Linked DNA regions of Sus scrofa: all the other regions are linked to region 1. Evidence: chromatin contacts called from public Hi-C and HiChIP or PLAC-seq data. All regions are on one chromosome and are shown on one strand. Each heading gives the region's core, a stretch centred on a gene start, on an enhancer-like site or on the middle of the called end of the contact. The rest is flanking DNA. Distances are from core to core; before and after follow the strand shown.

Region 1 (3,766 bases), core at 857-3,356:
TTAACCAACTGTTCCACAAGGGAAAAGTTAAACTAATAGCAAGCAGGGCATTAAGCACTGACCTCTTCCTCTCTAATTCACATACTTCATTTTTTTTTTCTTGTCTTATTATATTGGCCAGACCTCCAGCACAATGCTGAAAAGAAGCCATTACTGACAGTACCCTTATATGACCACAAATTTAATGATATTTCTAAAGTTTCATCTTTAAGTATCATGTTTTTTAGGGTTTTAGTAGATACACTGGTTTTGAATTTATGGAAACTTCTTCCTACTACTGGCTCAGTGAAAATTTTTGAACATTAATCCCTGACCCACCCTTCATCCTTCTCCTAGCAGCCTCCCACTCCTATTCCTTTCTCTTATTTCAGGTTCCTTCCTACATTCTCTGCATGTCAAAGGACTCTGCCACTCCAAGTAACTGAGACTCTTCAAAGATATTCTGGGGGTTCTAAACCTGTCTGCTGTTTCAGTTCCCTGAACTAAAGTGTTTCTAAAACTGATAACTGAAAAGGAAAAAAAAAAAAAAATCCTACAACAAACTGTTTTCATCACTTGCAGCCCATTTCTTCTTTCCATGTCTCAAACACACCCTTCAATGTTTTGTTTTTTTCCTTTAAAAATTCAAGGAAAAAAAAAATTGTTCTGGATTTCTCTTAACTCTCCAATTCAGAGCCTAGTTCTGCATGAGTCTGCTTAAGTAAGGGACCAAGAAAGAAAAATCTCGAGGATTTTAAAGAAGTTTTGAGGGAGCCAGTTGGATCCAGATGTTCATAACTTCTCTCTCCTTTGGTAAAATGAAAAATGTTGAAGAAAAATAGGAAAGGGCTAAGGGTGGTAATTATCAGCAAATATGGTAGTTCCAGGATATAAAAACTGAAGAGACAAAGGGGGAAAAAAAAAATCAACCCTTTAAAGTCCAAGCAAGTTCGGAATTCTTTCCCTCACCAGCTTTTCTTTCAAAACAAAAGGGCACACACGATCTTTCCCGAGGCAACAACACCGAGGGGAGCAGCCAAAATATTGCATCATACAAAACACTTCGCGCTTGAGAAACAAGAAAACCAGATGGTGGTAAAATACCTAAGGCAGGAAAACCTCAGTTGGGAATCTCGGTCTTTTCCGTAGGCGCAGGACTGCCTGCTCTTTTTAGAAAAAAATTTTTCAGATGGAACCGAAAATTAAAGTTACGGTTTCCTACCAGCCGAGAGTGAAACGCTCTTCTAGAAAGCGTTCAAAGTTCAGTTCATCAGCTCACCACGGGCTCCAGGCTTCGCCCCCCTGGCCGGGGGTGAACTTGGAGAGCTCAGGGGTGGGGTGGGGTCGGGCCCGGGCGGTGGCGGAGGGAGGGTGGTGGTGACAGGGCCCAACCCCGCCAGGGTCCCAGGGGCCGAGGGGGGCAGCTAGTCCCACCCGGACGCGGGACGACGGTGCTGCGTCCGCCGGGGCCCGCGCCGCTGGAGGCGCTGCCGGCGGCCGGGAGCGCTGGCTTTCTGGGGTCCCCGTCCCACCCCGGCTCCCTCGACGGCCTCCGTGGCGGGAAGGGGCGGGTGGGCCCAAGACAATGGGCCGGGGGCGCGGGGGCAGAGATTCCCTCCCTCCCGGTGAGGAGCGCCGCGCGGGGGCGCTGCGGGGGCGCCGGGGCTGAGGAGCGGCAGGGGACGCCGCCCCCCGCGGCCAGGCGGGCGCCGAGCACTCGGCGGGGCGGGACGGCGGCGAGCGCTCACCTTGACGAAGAGCTCGATGATGGGCTCTTTGTCCTCCTCCTTCAATCCGTTCAGCGGCATCGACAACGCCATGGCCGGTTCGGCTGGGCTCCGCGGACGGCGACGACGGCTGCTTCAGCTCTGGGGCTGCTCTGGCTCGGGCTCCCGCCACGCTGCGCCTCCCTGGACAGTCCCGGCGTCAACCTTGCCTTAGGATCGGCTCCTCCGCACCGCCCCACGCCCCGCGCGCGACTCTGAGGCGGCGGCAGCCCAAGCCTCTTCAAGTCGTGGGGCGTGGCCCGGGGAGGGGCTTCGGTTGGGGCGGGGCCAAAAGCCCAGCCTCTCCGGACTCTTCGGAGGAAAGGGGGCTGCCGGGGCTCGAGTGCTTGGCTTTAGGCTGGGGAGGCAGACCGACAGCTTTAGGGGGCTGGACCTAGGCTGGAGGGCGTGGCCTTGGAGGGCTCCTAAAATTGCCAAGTCTCAGGCGGGTGGCGGGCAGGACTCCGAGCCACGCCTCCCGAGGGGGCGGGAGGGAAAGTCCCCTGGGGACCAGCGCCTGACACCGCCTCCCGCCGAAGCGCTGGCGAGTCCTTGCAGCTGCTGCTGGCGCTTTGCCAGGTGACCTCAGCCTTCGGCCGGCCTGGGGAAGCGAGAAGGCGCCTCCCGCCCTCCCCCTGCAGCAGCCCCCAGGACTCATCGCCCTTGACCGCAGCGGTCGCCTCCTCAACTCCGTTAGGCGGAGCTCCCTTTTCCCTTTTCGGAAAGTTGTCATCCCCTTAGAAACACCTTTTTTTTCTCTCTCTCTCTTCTTACTTGTTTTTTCCCTTTGACTCTCCTGTCACTTCTGTCTTGGGAGCCAGCGTACGAGCAAATATATATGAGGCCTTACAGTGTTCCAGGCCCCCGGTTATAAGCGCGGCGGGGATCCCCCTCTTCTTCCGAAAGCCTACAGTCTGGAACTGCATCCTCCAGTGGCTGAATGTTTCGAAGGATTCCCAAGCCATGGTCCATGAGGTTCTCCTTTCCTGGCGTAATTTCTTTCCGTATTCACGTGGCAAACTTGAATGTGCATCAGGATCACCTGGTGCTACATCCAACCCTGCTTTACCCAGTTCTCTGAGTCTCCTCCTATGGGGAAGAGAGGAATTCACATTTTAACAAGCCCTGGGAGGAGTTGCCGTTGTGGGGCAGCGGAAATGAATCTGACCAGGAAAACCAGGAACCATGAGGTTGAGGGTTCAATCCCTGGCCTTGCTCAGCACGTTAAGGATCCGGCATTGCCGTGAGCTGCGATGCAGATTGCAGACGCAGTTGAGATCTGGTGTTGCTGTGGATGTGGTGTGGGTCGGCAGCCACAGTTGCAATTAGACCACTAGCCCCGGAACCTCCATATGCGATGGGGGCCGCCCTCAAAAAGACAAGGAAAAAAAAAAAGAAAGAAAGCCCTGGGACATTTTGATGTAGGTCGTCCTCAAACTGGAAAAACCATACTAGGGTTTGAAGCCCCCGAGGGCAAGGGCTGTGATACCTTGAGCCAGGTAGGAGGTAGGCGCTGGCTCTGGGTTTGCTACCCTTGAATGCCTGAGGCAAATGTCACCCCCTCTGAAAAGTTATTTGTTTGTTCCCTCTTCTGAATTTCCCTCAAACATGACCCAGCTACTACCCCACCCCACCCTCACCCCCCCACGCCCACTTCCCAGGTTTAAGTTGAATGCCGAGTCCTGAGATGGCCAGACATTAGGTTTATCTCCCACATCCTCGAGGCATAGCACTTGTCAGAATGTTTGAACAAACAACATGTGTGTGAAAATACAGTGAAACCTGCAGCTTCTTCCCCCCCCAGTCCATAACCAGGTGCTCAAATATTCTTGCAGGGACACTCTGTTAAAGAAACCTAACCCCCTGGAGTTCCCATTGTGGCACAGCGGAAACGAATTCAACAAACAACCGTGAGGTTGTGGGTTCGAAGTTTAAAAAGTAGTTTAAGGAGTTCCCTGCCGCGGGAGCGGCCCAAGAAATAGCAACAACAACAACAACAACAACAACAAAAAAAAAGACAA
Region 2 (3,766 bases), core at 904-3,403, 35 kb after region 1:
CAACTTTCCCCAAGGTCATGTGTCAAGCTGTGGTAGATATTCACTGATTCATAGGTATGGGTGAGGGGAGCTGCATTGCAATGCAGCTGTGTACAGACAATATTAACATCAGAGCTCTCTGTTCTCAAGAGTCCTTCTGCCGACTTGACCCCTGGTCTTCCCTCCTGCTTTGACTCCATCTCCCTACCAGATTGTCAGACCTTCTCTCACCTTCAACCCGCCCTAATCTCCTCTTCCATCTCCCTTCCATCTCCCCCTCTAAATTCCACTTCTTTCACTATCCTGAACAATGAGGTTCTCGGTCCACTCCCCTTCCCAGGGCATCCTAGCTGCATTGACGGGGATCGCTTCTCACGATTGCAATGTTTTTTAGCCAAAAGAACTGCTGGAAACAGGTGGTTTCCTCCCCAAAGAGGAATTCGGTTGCCAGGACATTTCCCCTTTTCTGCTCTTGGTGTTGGAAGGCCCGAGACATCCTCCAGCTCAGTATCTTCCAGATCACATTCCTGGGAGCAGTTTTATTCCTTACGCTGGTCATAGATGTACCATAGAGGTAGTGTGATCAAATGCATGTGGGAAGTGCTGAGTTAAAGTGAAGCAGCCTCCCCTCACTGCAGCACCATCAGACACCATCCTGAGAGCAAGAGAAGATGCTGTGCAAGTTGGTGCCACCGGCCACAGGGGTCCACTGAGCACTGGAAATGTGGCCAAGGAGGAACTGAATTCTAAGTTCTAGTTCATTTTTTTTTTTATGGTCACACCAGGGCATATGGAAGTCCTTGGGCCTGGGATTGAATCTGAGCTGCAGCAATACCAGACCCTTTAACCCATTGTGCTGGCCAGGATCACACTTGTGCCTCCACAGTAACCTGAGCCACTGCAGTTGGATTCTTTTTTTTTCTTTTGTCTTTTTTGGGCCACACCCATGGCATATGTAAGTTTCCAGACTGGGGTGGAATTGGAGCTGCAGCCACCAGCCTATGCCACAGCCACAGCAACAGCAGATCTGAGCCACATCTTCAGCCTATACCACAGCTCGTGGCAACTCCAGATCCTTAACCCACTGAGCAAGGCCAGGGATCAAACCTGCATCCTCATGGATACTAGTCAGGTTTGTTACCACTGAGCCATGACAGGAACTCCTGCAGTTGGATTCTTAACCCACTGCACCACATTAGGAACTCCCAGTTCTAGTTCTTTTAGTTAACAGAATCTAAATAATCATATGTGGTGAGTTCCCTGGTGCCTAGCAGTTAAGGATTCAGCATAGTCACTGCTGTGGCTTGGGTTCGATAGCTGGCCTGGGAACTTTCCATATGCTGTGGGCACAGCCGAAATAAATAATCACATGTGGCTAGAGGACACCATATTGGACAGCACAGACCCAGAGCTTTTACTGTTCCAATAGGTGTTAAATGGCTTTCCCCAAGAGGTCTAGCTGACCTCTTTCTCTTTTTGTGTATGGTATGCTATTAAACCCATTTTGCAGTCTGAGAAATCCTCCTCTGCTCCAACTCTCACTTGTCGGATGAGGAAACTGATCCCAGAGAAGGGAAGGGAATTTCCCAAGATCACACAGCAAGTTAGATGCCCAGCTGTGGCGTGAACTCAAACCTCTTCTCTCTCCTGGTCCAGCTCTGTCCCTCAGGACTTTGGACCACTTTAACGAAGGGCTGATGCCAAAAGGCAGGACCAACACCGAGTTTGTTTAAGGTCCAGTTCTGTGACAAGACCTCGCTCATACATGGACTCCTTTCATGCCACAATAACTCTGTGAGATGGAAATAAGTAGCCCCAATTTACACACGGGAAAACTGAGGCTCAAAGAGGGACTCGCTCAAAGTGATACTTGTGGCTATTGCTTGAAATGAACAGAGCTGTGTCCAAAATGTTCGATTGCCAGGAAAAAGGTGGGGAAACGGCAGGAAGGAGAAAAATAAACCTCCGTGAACAATGAAACAAGGAATTGGGGGGGGGGGGGTAGGAACATAGGGAACTGGTCTGGGCCCATAGAAAAATCAGAACAAGAGGAGGAAACACTTGCAGAAGCCAAAGCTAAAACACGACCCCAACCATTACTGTCCACGGATGGGCGGGCCTCTGGTCCTCAGAAAGCCATCCTATTGGTTGGCTGGCAGCCAGTGGGGGAGCTGGAGTGAATGCTCTGGCCAACAGGAGAAGCCCTGACAAGTTGGAGTGGGAGAACCAATCAGATCCTCTCTCATATGAGGTTTGCAGCCAAAGGAGGAGAAGGAAGCAGCAGGTGGTCGCCTTGATGTAAAATTGTGTAAATGCTGTAGCTATAGACGTGAGCAAATGAGCAGCGTGTAGTTCACAAGAAGGGATGACTTACGAGCCCTCAATCCATAATGAGTAACAAGGGACAATGGATGACATTGTGCTGTGTGGGTGCCGTTAGGGGAGATGATCAAGACTTCTTGTCTGAAGGATGTGGGCTGGGAAGGGATTAGATCAGTCGGCTGGACTGGGGAGAGACCACTTCCTTCACCTTCCATATTCCACATCCAGAAGCCACCCACACCCCGGTCTCAAAGTCTGCTTCTAAAACCCTGGGCATGGCTGGTGGCCTCTGGACCAGAGGCAGCACCCCGTCCCAGCTGGCCAATCACATTCACGTTCCTAGAATTTGAAATTGAAACCTAGATCCTGGCCTCTGTTGGGTGTTGGAACTGAGAGGACCTATAAAGCTGGGGCTGAGGCAGCCGGGAGCCCTGAGAAAGCTCGTGATCAGCGAAAGGGAGAAAAATGTGGGCATGCGGACCAGATGGGCAGGGGTGGTGGCGAATAATGTCATTTTTTATTTTCTGGTGTGTTTCTGGCCCCTTGGAGCTCCAGCTGCTTTTCCTACCCTTTGCCCTCACACAAGCATCCTGCCAGGAACCTCCCCACCTCCTGCCTCCCATTTATGCTTAAGGAGACTGAGGCGGTTCTGTCTTTGTAACTAAAGTGATGCTTGGTGTGTGTGTGTGTGTGTGTGTGTGTGTGTGTGTGTGTTGGGGAAAACATATTGAATATTGTGTCTGTGAGAGCCTGTCCGCCTTCTGAGGTTATATTTTGACAAGCTACTTTTTTTTTTTTTTTCTCTTTTGCTCCCGAGGCATATGGAGGTTCCCAGGCTAGGGGTCCAACCGGAGCTGTAGCCGCCAGCCTACACCACAGCCACAGCAACTCAGGATCTGAGCCTCGTCTGCGACCTGCACCACAGCTCACAGCAACGCCGGATCCTTAACCCACTGAACGAGGCCAGGGATCGAACCCACAACCCCACGGTCCCTAGTGGGATTTGCTAACCACTGAGCCACGACGACGGGAACTCTGACCCATGTGGTCCTCCCACATGTTATGTCAGGAGCTGGAGAAGACACCCTCTTCTGACAGCCAGCTTTCTTACTGGTTTTCTGTTTGTTTCTTTTTAGGGCCGCACCTGAGGCATAAGGAAGTTCCCAGGCTAAGGTCCGACTCAGAGCTGCAGCTGCCAGCCTATACCAAACTCACAGCAACACCAGATCCAAGACACATCTTCAACCTACACCACAGCTTGCAGCAAAGCCAGATCCTTAACCCACTGAGCGAGGCCAGGAATCGAACCTGCATCCTCATGAATACTAGTCAGGCTCTTAACTCGCTGAGCCTCAACAGAAACTCCTGACAGCAGCTTGCTGCTGCAATGCTAAGTACCACATTTATTCAAAGAATCAGTCGTTCATTCTACAAATGTTTATTGAATGCCTACTATGTGACACAC
Region 3 (3,766 bases), core at 890-3,389, 35 kb before region 1:
TGGGTGTCAATGAAGGCCAATAGGGCCTGGCTTCTATCTCCACTTGGACTTCTACCTGCACCTGGCTTCTCCCCTCCCACTCCCCCTTTCCTGTCTGACTCCCCTCCAGAGCAGTGTCAGAGAAGTAATTTGAGTGTCAGAGAAGTTTAAACAAGGTTTAAACAAGATCCAGAGTTTCATAAAATAATAAGAAAATGTTAAGGTTTCAACTGAAAACACTTGTCATACTAAGAACCATATCAAACTGAATGAAAAAAAGCAATCAGAAGAAGTCAATGTCAAGATGAAAGAAATGTTAAAATTATCTGACAAAGATTTTTAAGCAGTCAGGATAAAAACACTTCAATGAGCAAATATGAACAGCTTAAAACAAGTGGGAAAAAAAATAGCCTCAGCAAAGAAATTCAAGATATAAAGAGCCAGAAATTTAAGAACTAAAAAATATAATAAATGAAATAAAAAGCTCAGAAGATGGGCTCCACAGCCCGCCGGTAAAGGATCTGTAATATGATACTACACACCACCAGAGGGTAGAAGCCAGAGCTAACCCATTTGGCCTTTGCTGGCATGGGTGGAGGTAGCACCATAGATTTTTCCTGTGGTGTTTGGAGTAGAGCAGCTATTGTCTGAAAGCTTTACTCTTGCCTAGGCTGCCCCTTTCCTGGCTTTTTGGCTAGAGATCAGTCTTGGTTGGTCGTTTTCGGGTTTTGGTTGTTTTTTGTTGTTGATGGGGGCGGGGGAGTTGTCTGCAACTGTTGGTATTTCCACGTTGCTGGCTCCTTTTTGTGTGTGTGTTTTAGGGCCACACCCACAGCATATGGAAATTCCCAGGCAATGGGTCCAATTGGAGCTACAGCTGTGGACCTACGCCACAGCCACAGCAATGCAGGATGTGAGCCGCATCTACAACCTATACCACAGCACACAGCAACAACAGATCCCTGACCCACTGAGCAAGGGCAGGGATAGAACCTGCATCCTCATGAATACTAGTTGGATTTGTTTCCACTGCACCACAACAGGAACTCCTTGCTGGCTTCTAGAACTCCAAGTCTGGGATGCATGAAGCAAAAATCAAAAAAACTCAGACACCATCCGTTCCATCCTCCCAGAAGTGGAAGTTTCTCAGAAGTATTTAATGTAGAAGTATTAAATTTAAAAAGCAAAATAAAAATATATAAAAGGTGGTATATACATATAACGGAATATTATTTGACAATAAAAAGCAATGAAGTACTGACATATGCCATCTGTAACTTGGATGAACTTTGAAAAATTATGCTAGGTAGAAGGAGCCAGTCATAAAAGAACACATATTCTACAACTCCATTTACATGAAATATCCAAAATAGGCAAGTACAGAGTTCCTGTTGTGGCACAGTGGGTTAAGGATCCAGTATTGCCGCAGCTGTGGTGTAGGTCTCAGCTCTGGCTCGGATTAGATCCCTGACCTAATGCCATAGGTATGGCAGAAAAAGAAAAAAAAGGGGGGGGGGGCAAAACCACAGAGACAGAAAGGAGATTAGCAGTTACCCAGGGCTGGGGCGGGGGGGGGGGGGGGGGGGTGCGGTGGGAGGAAGGGAAGAAGTGTTGGGAATGTCTGCTAAAGGGTACAGAGTTTCTTCCGGGAGTGATAAAAATGTTCTAAAATTAGACTGTGGTGATGACTGCATAACTGTGTATATACCAAAAATCCCATTGAATTGTACACTTTAAATGAGTGAAGTGAATATATAAATTATACCTCAATAAAGCCATTTCAAAAATATATACACATAGATTACAACTATAAATAGATACATAATAGACAAAATTTTGATTTGGGATAAATAGTTTTTAAATTATGATTATACATTACAAAAACATATCTATAATATTTTCTTAAAATTAGAAAGCCAAAAAAATTAGAAAACCTAAATAATCAAAGCAAAAATGTGAACAATACCACTAACACAGAAATAACTGCCAATTCCAGATAAACAATAAATCTCAGCACTGATTAAGGTTTTGTTCTTATAAAAGGGCTGGTTTTGTTTAATATGCTATCTAGGTTTCTTCTCACACACTCACTATTCCTCTCCCTGCCTCCCCACCCCTCACCCTCATCCCAGGACCTCTGTTGTAATTCTTGAATTGCCTAATACCAGTATTTAATGAGAAACTGCTGGACTAACTCCTATGTTACAGAAGAAGGGTCAGTGGTAGATGTCATAAACATTTTAATGTTTTACTAATTCAAGGTTAAGGAACTGCTCACTTAGAAAACCCAGTTTAATCAGTTTTAGGAATAGTCAGATTTTAAAACACTCTAGAAAGAGAGTTTTAACTTGGTTCCCCTCTATTTTCTTGTGTTTACGGCACAGGGGGTGAGGGGTTATTATGACTAGGGCTAGAGAAAGAGAAGCTGGGATCTGAAGGTAAGAATAGGCTCCTGACCATTAACTTACTTTCCTTGACCCGTTTTCTAGGGAATGTATGAGAACATGTACAGCCAAAAGAATGGACTTCAAAAGTTTAAGACCTCACTTACCTTTAGCAGGGATTCTATCTGCATTAGCTGTCTAAATTCACAAAATAGCTTCCTCTGATTTAGATTAACTTAAAAGTCACCAAAAAACACACACTAAATGGGCAAAGTCACCGGGCTTCTATTATCTACTTCCTCAGAGTTTTTACTAAACACATGCTGGAACTAAAGTTTAGAGCCCTAAAGGTTTATAAGCTGTTATCTTTCTATGGGGTCTGCAGAGTACAGAAGAAATAAGGAAATAACAAGATTGAGAATCAGACATACCTGGATTTGAATCCTGACTTCACTACTTATTAGCTGTGTGATCTTCAGTAAATTACTTAACATCTCTGAAACTTAACTTCCTACCACCATGATATTATGAGGATCAAATCAGTTAGGGTGCACACAGTTCCTGGCACATGGTAAGAGTTTAATAACTGTTACCTGGCTTTAAAGATACTTCATGGACAGAATTTAAGGCCTAACAACAATTCTTCAGTTCCTGCACTCAGTTATTAAAATCCCTAGATTACTTAATTACTTCAGAAAATAGGAGTGAGGAAAGAATCTAAGTAACTTCCAAACTAAGTTCTTCCAAATGACATATATATGCCCTAACGCTTTAAGAAATATGGTCTATGTAAAGTTTAAATGGTCCACTAAATGGAGTGAAGCAAAGATATCTTTTCTTTTCTTTTCTTTTCTTTTTTTTTTTTTTTTCCAGGCATGCCTGCAGCATGTGGAAGTTGCCAGGCCAGGGACTGAACTCGTGCCACAGCACTGACCATGCCAGATCTAAACCCACAGTACCACAAGATAACTCCCAAAAAATGTCTTTTGTTTAAGAAGATGTCAAAAATCCTGGCCATGCAAAGAATATGTCATTGTTTCCTGGCCAAAACCATATCACAGAAATAATTCTACAAATAAAGTCAAAGGATATACAGTGGAAGAATTACCCCATCCCAAGCTCTGTCCCTATAAATAAAACAGCCAAAGGACATTGAAAAGACCTCAGTTGCTACCATTCCCTTGTTCAGTATCACCAATTCAGGAAGTCTACTCTCTAAATGAGAGCCTGTTCAATTTAGAGAACTGATTAATTTGAAATTACATGAGGATTTGACATCCAGCTAACATGAAACTGCAGGGTAAGCTGTTAGAGTTCATATGAAACATTTACCATATTGAAGATGAACTCTAAACTCTCCCAAAACAAACTCTTCACATGTGTTAATCTAGCTAATATCCTCT

Evidence for each region. A called contact is a pair of places that touch in the nucleus more often than the background predicts. HiChIP or PLAC-seq counts read pairs in DNA pulled down with a chosen protein or histone mark.
Region 2: a contact with region 1 is called in an H3K27ac HiChIP or PLAC-seq map of skeletal muscle. The contact joins the enhancer-like site here to the promoter of CLIC4 in region 1. A contact is called at or near these places in 12 of 47 Hi-C or Micro-C datasets (alveolar macrophages, embryonic fibroblasts, fetal heart ventricle and 6 more) and 1 of 2 datasets of contacts at active chromatin or transcription factors (skeletal muscle).
Region 3: a Hi-C map of liver shows a contact between it and region 1, with 4 times the contacts expected there. The contact joins the enhancer-like site here to the promoter of CLIC4 in region 1. A contact is called at or near these places in 6 of 47 Hi-C or Micro-C datasets (embryonic fibroblasts, fibroblasts, heart right ventricle and 1 more).

What each region holds. Positions count from the first base shown.
Region 1 is chr6:82,399,381-82,403,146 of Sscrofa11.1, reverse strand. CLIC4 (chloride intracellular channel protein 4) reads right to left here and starts at 2,106. Exons shown (of 6, transcript XM_021095589.1): 1 at 1,728-2,106. The coding sequence starts at 1,799.
Region 2 is chr6:82,364,233-82,367,998 of Sscrofa11.1, reverse strand. No RefSeq gene overlaps it. Among named protein-coding and RNA genes, the nearest start is that of CLIC4, 35 kb to the left of the region's middle. Within about 2 kb of position 2,153, at least 20 of the 83 cell types and tissues checked have an H3K27ac peak or open chromatin away from gene starts, as enhancers often do. A contact at or near this core is called in retroperitoneal adipose tissue, skeletal muscle and subcutaneous adipose tissue, where this site is marked.
Region 3 is chr6:82,434,549-82,438,314 of Sscrofa11.1, reverse strand. All of the region lies in intron 1 of CLIC4 (chloride intracellular channel protein 4), which reads right to left. Among named protein-coding and RNA genes, the nearest start is that of CLIC4, 35 kb to the right of the region's middle. Within about 2 kb of position 2,139, at least 9 of the 83 cell types and tissues checked have an H3K27ac peak or open chromatin away from gene starts, as enhancers often do. A contact at or near this core is called in liver, where this site is marked.